2 separate regions of the Sus scrofa genome follow, and region 2 is linked to region 1. A link is a contact called in public HiChIP or PLAC-seq data. All regions are on one chromosome and are shown on one strand. Each heading gives the region's core, a stretch centred on a gene start, on an enhancer-like site or on the middle of the called end of the contact. The rest is flanking DNA. Distances are from core to core; before and after follow the strand shown. Region 1 holds the start of SLC25A30 (kidney mitochondrial carrier protein 1). Region 2 holds the start of CCDC122 (coiled-coil domain-containing protein 122).

Region 1 (5,413 bases), core at 1,589-4,088:
CAAGCTGCCATGTTGTGAGTAGTTTCATGGAGAGACCATGATGCAAGAAACTGGTATTTCCAGTGGTTGTAGGTTAAACTGTGTCTCCCAGACATACTGAAGTTCTAATACACCTGCTGTCTGTGAAATGGCCTTATTTCGAAATAGGATCCCATTTGCAGATGCAATCGAATTAAGACGAGGTCACACTGGGTTAGGGTGGGCCTGAATGCAGCCACTGGCATCCTATGGACACAGACACACAAAAGAATGCGATGTGGCAGTAGAGGCAAGATACTGAAGTCCTGCAGTTACGATCCAAGGAACACCAAGGAGAGCTGCTAACTGCTAGCAGCCTGGAGAGAGGCAAGAGAGGATTCTTCCTTAGATTCTTTGGGGAACTTGGCCCTGCTGACATCTTGACTTTGGTCTTCTAGCCTTCGGAACTGTGAGAGAGTAAACCCCCATTAAAAAAAGAAGTCCAGAAATTCCTGGCTCAGTAGTAATGAGCCTGACTAGTATCCATGAGGACACCGGTTCAATCCCTGGCCTTGCTCTGAGCTGTGGTGTAGGTCATACATGTGGCACAGAATCCATGTTGCTGTGGCTGTGGTGTAGGCCGGCAGCTGTAGCTCCAATTCACCCTTAGCCTGGGTACGTCCAAATGCCGAGGGTGCAGTCCTAAAAAAGACAAAAAAAACCCATCTAGTTTATAGCAATTTTTTTCTTTATATGGTGGAACTTGTAGCATATGGAAGTTCCCAGGCTAGGGGTAGAATTGGCCTACGCCACAGCCACAGCAACGACAGATCTGAGCCACCAGATACTACCTATACCGCAGCTCATGGCAACGCTGGATCTTTAACCCAATGAGCAAGGCCAGGGATCAAACCCAAGTTCTCATGGATACTAGTTGGCTCATTACTAATCTGTTGAGTCACAACGGGAACTCCCAATTTAAGGCATACCTAAGAAACAGACACAGGCTGACAGCCAGCATGGACTGAGGTCTGCCTACAGCCACATGAGGGAGCTTGAAAGAGGATATTGGGGGGCCAGCCAAGAGCCAGGCGAGTGAGCTTGGAGGCAGATCCTCCTCCGGTTTGGCCTTGAGAAGATGTAGCCCAAGTGCCACCCTGCTTGCATTCCTATGAGAGACCTGGAGCTAGAGGTCCCTACCTCAGCCCTTCCTGGATTTCTGATACGTAGAAACTGTGAGGTGGAGCTCCCATCATGGCACAGCGGAAACCATGAAGTTTCAGGTTTGATCCCTGGCCTCTCTCAGTGGGTTAAGGATCCAGTGTTGCCGTGTGCTGTGGTGTAGGTCGCAGACATGGCTCGGACTGACGTTGCTGTGGCTGTGGTGTAGGCTGGCAGCTACAGCTCTGATTGGACCCCTAGCCTGGGAACCTCCATATGCTGCAAGTGCAGCCCTAAACCCCCCCCCAAGAAAACAAACAACAACAAAAAAGAAACTGCAAGGCAGTATATGTTTGTTATTTTAAGCTGCAAAGCGTAATTATACAGCAATAGACAACAAAAAAAAATCTTCTTTTTTGGCTGTGGCATGCAGCAGCTTGATATGGAATCTCAGTTGCCAGAGCAGGGATTGAACCTGGGCTGTAGTGGTGAAGGCTACTTTTCTTTCTAAAAAGTGGAACGTCAGTCTAATCATGAGGAAACAATTCTATAATCCATACTAATACAGCCTACAATTGGCCTGGACTTTTCAAATATGTTGAAAGTTATTTTAAAAAGTGAGAGTACTAGTACTAGGGTAGTAGACTGAAGGAGTTTGTATAGAAAAGCATGAAATAAAATACTTCCAAACCTGGGTAGATCTCAAACTAAAAAAAAAAAAAGTGTGTGTGGGTGTTTATGAGCTTTAGGGACAACAAAGACAATTTGGATGGACAGTATATTTGGATGATTTGAATGAAATTACATATATATATATATATATTTTTTTTTTTTTTTTTAAAGAGCTGAACCTGTGGCATGTGGAGGTTCTCCAGCTAGGAGCTGAATCCCAGCCACAGCTGCTACCCACACTACCCAAGTCACTGCAGTCAGATTTTTTTTTTTTTTTTTTTTATGGAAGTTCCCAGGCTAGGGGCTGAATTGGAGCTACAGCTGCCCGCTACCACCTATACCACAGCTCACCCCAACGCTGGACCTTAACCCACTGAGGGAGGCCAGGGATCCAACCCTCGACCTCATGGATACTAGTTGGATTTGTTTCCTCTGCGCCATAATGGGAACTCCGGCAGTTGGATTCTTAATCCACTGCACCACAGCGGGAACTCCCGAAATGATATTAAATTTCTTGCATGTCATAATGGTGAGGTATTTAAGGGTGAAGCGATGTTGTTCGCAATTTCCAGTGGTTCAGGGGTCGTGGGAGTGGGGGGAAAAGTATACAGGGAGAGAAATGAAATTGCAAATATTGTGAAATGTTAACATTTAATTTAGTGCAGGGTATACTGCTCAAGTCTTAAGTCGGTTTATAAATTTTCAAACTAAAAAGCTGGTTGGTTTTTTGTTTTTTTTTTTTTAAGCGTCCAAGTTTACTTCCTTCTGACTAGAGAGGTTAACGTGGACAGCAAGAATCAGCACCCTGAGAAGGCTCCTCTTCCGTGGCTGTTAACTTTCTCTTTCACCAAAGAGTCAACGTCTAGGCCATAGTAGGCGTCGCGGAGTCCGGGGCAGCTTCCAGCCCCCGAAGGCCGAGAGCCAGGGTCTTCCTGCCTGGTCCCTTCTGGGCCAGCTGGCCCTCAGCTGCCGGGGGCGCGACCTGGGCGTGGCCTGTGCCGGAGCAGCCAATGAGAGGCGAGGCTGCGGGCGGGCCCGTGAGGGGCGGGGCTGGGGCGGGGCGGTGCGTGGGCTCTAGGCCGCCAGCGCCGCTCCGCTGTCTTTTCTCCAGCTCCAGCGCAGCTGCCGGCCCTGGCTGCGGCTTTTTCTGGGCGGGAGGAGGTGCAAGGCCGCCGCGGCCGCCGGGTAAGTGCCAGACCTGCAGGTCGCGGCCGCGCTGACTGCCCCGCGCCTGCTCCCGGTCCCCCCTCCTCCGGCCCGCCTCCCATTGCCCAGGGGCGCCCAGAGCTCCTGGCGCGGAACTCCCGGCCCCAACGCGGTGGCGCTTCTCCTCTGGCCCGCCGCAGCCCGGGGCTAAGGCTGGTGTTGGGGCCGCGGTTCCAGAGAGCCCCGGCGCTGCCGGGCGAGTCCAGGGACTCGCCTCTGCTTTCCGGTTCGCGTGCGGGGCCGGCTTGGTGGGGCGCGAGGTTCCGGGGTGCGCCCCGCTCCTCCAGCTGCAAACCCTGCGGTCGGGTGGGTTCCGCAGGAGCGCCGGCTCCTGGCCCTCTTCACTCGGCGGCGTGGGGCGTGATTTCTCTTCTGGCGTCTCCGAGATCGAGTGTGAGGCCAGTCTAGCAGGTCGGCGTGTGCGACCTTTCTGCCGAGGTGCGTTTCACCTGTGTCTGCATCTCCCACCTGCAGTTCATTCAGAGTGTGCAGCCCTGGCACCCGCTAGCTGTGTACTTGAGCCAGGGCTCTCTTGTACTTTGAATTACTCCCGGCACGCGCCAGGCCAGTTGGGCTCAGGTTTGCAAGGACGAGTCAAATTCATTCGCTCGGAAAGTTAATGTAGCTTTGGGTTTTAGTGTAATTCCAAGTGTAAGTAATTTTGTGTAAAGCAATTACAAGTGACCCTGATTATTTCTGCGCAAGGATAGCAGAGCTGTCGAACTGCCCGGCAAGAGTCTAGATTCGTCTCCTCCTTTAGCAAGAGAAGTTGAAAGGTGCGAATTCTGCCCTTGGCTTTGCGCTGCCAAGCCTTGTGACCCTGGGCTCAGTCAATTCATGTGAAGTAAGACAGATTTCTTAGATTCCTTTTAAATCCCACGTTTCATTAGTCTGATGAGCTTATTTTGCATCCTGTACCTTTAAAAAGAATGGGGAATAAGAAAAAATCCATGAAAGGCAGCCCTGCCGGGAGCAATGATTTATGAGCGCACGCACAGAAGTTTAGAGACTAGATTGTGGTTTAAGACTGCTGACTGAAAAGGAGCACAGTAAAATTGGAAAAACGTATGTAGAATTAATTAACTGTATAAGAGAAACTTGGAAAGCTTTAAGAAATTCCAGGAGCAATTACTGCATTTAATTACCTCTCTTTGCAGGTGTATAGATGAGGTAGGGAGAAAATAAATGCTAAGGGAAAATGTAGTAGAAAGGATGCATAACTTAGCATATATCTTAAGTATAGGGAGAATCCTTTGGAATTCTTAATTTGTATGGGCATTTCTGTTCAGGAAACACTTTTTTTCCCTTTTGTTAAATAGATAAGCATTTTTTGTCTATCTCCCTCGGGAAAATCCTGCATTTATTCTGAATATGTTGATTTCCTTCCCTCCTACCCTCTGCTTTTAATTATTCTTTTTTGCATGCATATATATATATATATATATATATATATATATGCTTTTTTTTTTCTTTTTAGGGCTAAACCCGAGGCCTATGAACGTTCCCATGCTAGGGGTGTAATTGGAGCTGCAGCTGCTGGCCTACACCACAGCCACAACAACGTGGGATCCTTCATCCACTGAGCAAGGCCAGGGATTGACCCTGTGTCCTCATGGATACTAGTCAGGCTCACTACCGATGAGCCACAACAGGAGCTTCCCCCGCCAATATCTTTAACCATCTTTGGAAGATAGCATTTGACTTTGTAGAACTTAGATGAGGACGAGGGATCAGCTCCCTCAGGAAGAGCTTTGTGTGAGTACTTGAGAACCGTGTGACTAAGCAAAGCCACTTTGCCTCTCGGAGGCCGTCTTTCCTCAATTGCGAAATGTGGATTAATGACACCTATTCATCGGGTTGTGGCAATTCAATAAAATCCTTTATGTGGAAAACAGCAATTCCCGGCATGTCAGGTATTCAGTCATGACCACCGTTGTGTTGTGTTCACAGTGCAGCACAGAGAAGGGGGGTCACTGGGGTTCAGCCTGGCTGGAGGTGGTGGAGAGCAAAGTGGCAATCGATCCTCAGCCGCTTCTGTGCCAGACGCTGAAAGTTTCACAAGTTGTGTACCTTTCCCTGAATCGGGCTGAGCTGCGGCTCCAACACTCGCGATTGCTGACGACCCACCCGTCTCCCTGCCTGACCTGGTCTGTCGGTCTTGGCACTTGAGCTGAGTTGGGCTTTTTCCCAAATGCGGAGCTAGGAAGTCAAGGAATGTGTGTGAGGAGCACCGCTCCAAAGAGAGCTCCAAAGCCAAGAAATGGTTTCGTTTACTGCACAGAGATGTCCCAGCTTGCTGCGGGCAGTCCGGCTTCCTGGACATCCGGTCTCCTGCTCCCTTGTTAAGCAGAACCTTTTTTTGTTTGAATGTTCGACCAGGCACTGTTGCTCTCCTGTTGTTATTTAAACATTGTTC
Region 2 (5,756 bases), core at 1,788-4,287, 1.3 Mb before region 1:
TCTCAGTCTACCTACTCTTAACCAACTCATTCTATTTCCTTAGTTCATCATAAGCTGCTAATTCCCAGACCATGATGAATGCACAAACTGAATGCTGAAGGTTAGGAAGCTACCCTCCAGTGAGTCTGTCCACTTAAGCTCCTAACGGAGGAATTCTACAAAATGACAATGTCATTTGTGTTTGTTCCCAAACCTTTTCATGCTGCTTGTACTTGTCATTGTGCTCTCATAGTTCAATTAAAGATTATGTAAACCTACAAAATAGTACAAAAATAATGTTGGTTCTTTCTTTAAAATATATGTTTAATAGTCTGGAAAGACTAAAGTGAGTTGTCTGAATGTGTGAAATAACTATAAAAGATTATAAAGAAAAAATAGCAGTCAGATAGCTACACAAGTGCCTTTAAGTTATTTTCCTCATAAAGAATGAAATCTTGAGAAATCTTAGCTGATGGTTTATCGGTATAGTCTATGGAAGGGAGATGATGCAGAACTCTGATCAGGAGGCCACGTGAAAAAGAGAGGCCTTAGAGTTTCTCGAGACCGGCAAATACACAGTTGTTTCAGGTTTAAAAAATGTTTAAAGTATTATGATATACTTTTTCAAGACTCTCTGGTGTGACTTTGCTTTTAAACAGATTTAGATATAATTTATATACTATCAAGTTTGTCTTTATGAAGTGTACAATTTAATGTTTCATTGACTTCAATATATTGTTTGGCTATGGGTTCAGACTGTATCTTTGAGAGAGCTTGTCCTCTACTAAAAAAAAAAAAAAAAAATGCTAAAGCAGCAGCAGTTAATTCTCCTTGGTGAGGGTATAGGAACTCAAGGTAAGTTATGTTTGAGCTTGAAGGGTCCTAACTAGTAACAGTTAAAAAAACATGAAAGGAGAAGGGTGTTCTAAGTAGAAGGAATAGCTTATGTAAGGATGAAATCATATGGTGTTCCAAGGAACACCCTTTTTAGCTTGCGTGACTTGGGAATAGGGAAGTTGTTTTTTTTTTTTTATCAAATCTAATTATGCATCTGAATCATCTGTAAAGATTAAAAGAAAACAAAAAACAAAGCCAAACTTGCCCAGACTTGACTGCTGGAGATTCTGATTCAAAGGTACATCTAGAGCAGGGTGGCACCTGGATTTATGTTTTTAAGCTCTAGGTATAGTTCCTACTAACAGCCAGGATTGAGAGCCACTGGAGCAGGGGGAATGGAGATGAGGAAGAGTGTTAAGAGATGAGGCCATAGTCTAGGATCAGATGGTGCAAGAAAATGGTATGTAAATACAATATAATGACAAATTTTCTATTCTTTGACCACTTCCCTATTTTGAAATATTTAAAAGTTTTTTAAACATTTTACTGTTATACATTGTAATTATTATTATTTTGGCCACACCAAGGGCATGTGGAAGTTCTAGGCTAGAACTGGAACTAGAACCACAGCAGCAACCCAAGCCGCTGCTGTGACAACACCAGATCCTTACTTAACCCACTGCACCACCAAAGAACTCCTAACTTTTTAACTGTTACTGTTGCATGAGAGAAAATGAATTCCCACCATTTGTCTATAAAAACAGAGATAAATGTTTTAACCCAGGCTTGTAACTAAAAGACGTCTATTTTGCTTACAGTAATATATATATAGTCTTTTTGCCTTTTCTAGGGCCACTCCCGTGGCATATGGAGGTTCCCAGGAGAGGGGTCTAATCAGAGCTGTAGCTGCTGCCCTACACCACAGCCACAGCAACGTGGGATCCGAGCTGTGTCTGCAACCTACACCACAGCTCACGGCAACGCCGGATCTTAACCCACTGAGCAAGGGCAGGGACCGAACCCGCAACCTCATGGTTCCTAGTAGGATTCGTTAACCACTGCGCCACGACGGGAACTCCTTTCTTTTTTCTTTTTTTTTTTTTTTTTTTTTTTTTTTTGTCTTTTTGTGCTTACAGTAATATTTAACATAAAACAAGCTCAGGGCAGTGTAAATCTTCTCATCAGGGCACCATATACCACTCAGGGCACTTAACAAATATCCAGCAAAAATAATGAAAATACAAATGTTGACAAAAACAGCTGCCAGATATGAGCAGTGGCTTCCTATCGAGGGTTGGTAACCCCATTCTCTACTCAAATAGAACGGAAGCACTCGCCCACTTCCAAGAGCTCTTCAAACTCCCAGATAGCTGAGAGTCTTTCTTTCAGGTACAGGTTCCTCACTTATGATGTGAAACTATCAGAAACAAGGACCTCTTTCCATTATAACCAGTTACACAGGAAACACCCTCTCTTCTACTCTTTGAAGGTTGAAGAAAGAGCATCTGCTTTCCATATCCGTAGGAGCTGCTCAATATTTTAAAATAAATGAATGTTGTGCTCTTTGAGGGCAGAAAAACGAGGCTTCTAATTTTCTACTCGTGGAACATATTTTTAAAAGGGCGCACAGGACAGAACATCCCTTTATCAACACAAGCGAAGGACCTGTCAAGTCTAGTCAGCAAGTTAGGCAGGATCAGCAAAAAGAGAAAGCTCAGCCAATTTATTTCTGCAAACAAAGCAAAACAGTTAAAGAACAAAACCAAACCAAACGCAACAGAAAACAATCCCTTCCCCCTGCCCCAAGGAAGCCTATTACTAGAACCTGGGTGGGACAGACTGCCGGGGCCTAACGGAACGAGGTTGGGGGGGAGGGCTGTGCTCAGGACATGAAACCCTGTCGCGACCGACCGCGCCGCTGGCCGGCGGCTCTTCAGGCCGCGACTGTAAGCGTGAACGCGGGGAAAGGGCTTCGCCCGCCCCGGGAAGGGAGGCGGCGGTCGACCCGAGGCCCCAGGCCGCCCGCCCCGTCGGGAAGCCGGCCCCGCGCCCCACGCGGCCCGTCCCCGCCCCCGCCCCGCCTCCCGCCCGCGGACCCGCCTGGTTCAGGCCGCAAGGCCCGTCGCGACTCCGGTTCTCGTTCCTCCTCCGGGCGCCAGGCGGCGAGTGCGGGCAGGCGGCCTGACCCGGAACTGCTGACGCTTCCCCGCACTCGGGCGCGTCCACCCCCCGCGTCGCTCCCCGCCGGCCCAGCCGCGCCTCCGCGGCCCTCGGGCAGATGAGGCGGGACGGGCGCCGCCCACACAGCGGCGGGTCCGGGCTTAGGACGCCCCGGGACGCGCTCGCGGCCGCCGGGTCGCGTTCAGCCTCAGGACGGGCGTCGGGGGCAGCAGACGTCTCCGAGTTCGCCGCGCGGGCCGAAGGTGGAACCGAGCTCGACGTGCCTCAGGCGAGGACGGAGCACAGGCTCGGTGTGCGTCCGACCGTCAGAAAGTCCTGAAGGGCAGGCGGAGTCTGGACAGCGGTCCTGGCGGGTGGGGTCGCGCCCCCCAGGCTTTCCACAGTGCAGAGGGAGGGGCCTAGGAGTGACCGCGGAGGAAACTGTCGGGGGCGGGGGCGGTGTCTCCGAGGCGGGTCACCAGAGAGACCCACAGCCTGGGGTGGGAGGGCAGGGGCCGGAGGTGAGAAAACCGGCGCAGGGGCGGGGAGTCGGGAGGAGAGCGGTGGGCTGCCCAGCTGGTCTCAGTCGCTGTTGCTCTTGTGGTCCTTGCTGTTCCTGAGAGCTGTGTGAATCCTGGAGGGAAACGTCTCAGTCAACTCTGATCTCCTCAGAAACGCAATTTTTAGTACAGTTTTGATGTACAGTTTTAGTTTTAGGTGTACGACATAGCGATTCAACATTTTTATAGATTGCACGCTATTTAAAGTTACAAAATATTGCTATATTCTCTGTGCTATACAGTATAACCTTGTAGCTTATTTTAGACACGGTGGTTTGTTATCTCTTAATCCCTACCCCTATCTTGCGCACCCCCCCATTGGTAACCACTATTTTGTTCTCTGGATCTCTAAGTCTGTTTCTGAAAAAACAAAAACAAAAAACGCAACTTTTCCTCAAAGAAGAAAAGCACTTTTTAAGTGCAGCTCTATTTAACCTATCGAACTTCAGGCTGACATATTTCATATAAAGAGCTGTGATCTAACAAGCCAGCCATGTGAGGATTAATGATATAGTGATAAGTTGACACCCTGTAATTAAAAAATAGGACTTTGTCTAAGTCAACAAGTAATTTACTTGCTTAAAATTTGCTATGTAAAAACAAAACAAAAACTGTTGTTCTAAGCCAGAAAGATGTAAGTACTTTCACAAAATGAATTTAGAGATGGCTTTGCTTTCATTGTCATGGTTCTCTTATGACTAATAGTGGACTAGCTTTAATGGGAGGAGTCTAGTATTTTGGTTATATTTTTATTTTATTTTATTTTTTTGTCTTCTTATGGCCGCACCCACGGCATATGGAGGTTCCCAGGGTAGGAGTCAAATCGGAGCTACAGCTGCCGGTCTACACCACAGCCACAGCAACGCCAGATCCAAGCCATGTCTGCCTCCTAAACCACAGCTCACCGCAACACCGGATCCTTAATCCACCTGATCGAGGCCAGGGCTCAAACCTGCGTCCTCATGGATGCTAGTCAGGTTCATTTCCACTGAGCCATGATGGGAACTCCCTATATTTTTAAATCAACGCAAATCTTTTTAATCATCCAAAAATTTCTTTTGTAACTAACTCTAAAGAGATTGATATAATTTTTCATTCTTACTTAATGCTCATTTTTCTTTACAGGTGATTGGGGGCACAAAAACCTTCTTTGAAGAACTTTGTATCGTATGGAAGGATGGCAGAAGTAGTGTTGATTGATCTCTTTGGTTTGCAATTGAACTCTCAAAAAAGCTGTCATCAGACATTACTAAAGACATTGAATGCTGTCCAATACCACCATGGTGCCAAGGCCAAGTTCCTCTGCATAATGTGTTGCAGTAACATCAGCTGTGACCATCATAATTGTGAATTAGAAACAAGCAATGGATTATCAACTATCTTGAGAGAATTTGAGACAGTTAGCAATCCCAGCCTGGCCGCCTCTTTGTATACCATTAAACAAAAAATTGATGAAAAAAATTTGAGCAGCATTAAGGTAATTGTGCCTGTGCATCGGAAGATGTTAATGAAGGCTTTTATTGATCAACTCTTCACTGATGTTTATAATTTTGAGTTTGAAGATTTACAGATGACCTTGAGGGGAGGTCCTCTGAAACAGTCTTCTGACATAATCACAGCTCAAGAACTAGAAGCAATCCAGAATGAAATAGAAACATATTTGAGAAGTTTGCCTGCACTGAAAGGAGAATTAACCATCATCACATCTCCTTTGATCTCAGGTGTGTTAAAACACTATCTGTTGTTTTTACTGGATGTGAAAAACTAGCCTTTTTTTTAAACAGGTTGTTCTTCTATTTTTCCATCTGTCTTTTGTAGACTACTGAGAGCTTATCTGCTCATTAGCATCAGTTACAACCTGGAAGTATCATGGACCCGCCCTTGTGGTGTGTGGGGGGGTGTCAAGGGATAGTCCCTTTAAAGCCACCCTAAATAAATTTGCATTATGCAAATTCCTTCAGACTTCCTTTTAAATGAGATTTATGATGCTAAGCATTTCCTAAACATTTTAGAAATTCTGAAACCTTAACTCATTGGTGCCTTCAAAGAAGAGTGAAATTTAAACAGTCCGTTTTACTTCTTGGTAAAAGAATATTTACTGTAAGCTATATGCTACTGGGGACAACAAAGACAAATGGGTCAAAAGGTATCCTTGGAAGAGCAATAATCCCACAGGGAAGGTAAAACTAACTCAAAGCGGTTCAAGACCAGATGGAGGTC

Evidence for each region. HiChIP or PLAC-seq counts read pairs in DNA pulled down with a chosen protein or histone mark.
Region 2: a contact with region 1 is called in an H3K27ac HiChIP or PLAC-seq map of alveolar macrophages. The contact joins the promoter of CCDC122 here to the promoter of SLC25A30 in region 1. A contact is called at or near these places in 1 of 5 promoter capture datasets (fetal liver) and 1 of 2 datasets of contacts at active chromatin or transcription factors (alveolar macrophages).

Annotation. Positions count from the first base shown.
Region 1 is chr11:21,870,206-21,875,618 of Sscrofa11.1, reverse strand. SLC25A30 (kidney mitochondrial carrier protein 1) reads left to right here and starts at 2,838. Exons shown (of 10, transcript XM_021065606.1): 1 at 2,838-2,976.
Region 2 is chr11:23,156,942-23,162,697 of Sscrofa11.1, reverse strand. CCDC122 (coiled-coil domain-containing protein 122) reads right to left here and starts at 3,037. Exons shown (of 5, transcript XM_021065620.1): 1 at 2,917-3,037. It overlaps LACC1 (laccase domain-containing protein 1), which reads left to right and starts at 2,908. Exons shown (of 7, transcript XM_005668443.3): 1 at 2,908-3,289; 2 at 4,662-5,257. The coding sequence starts at 4,714.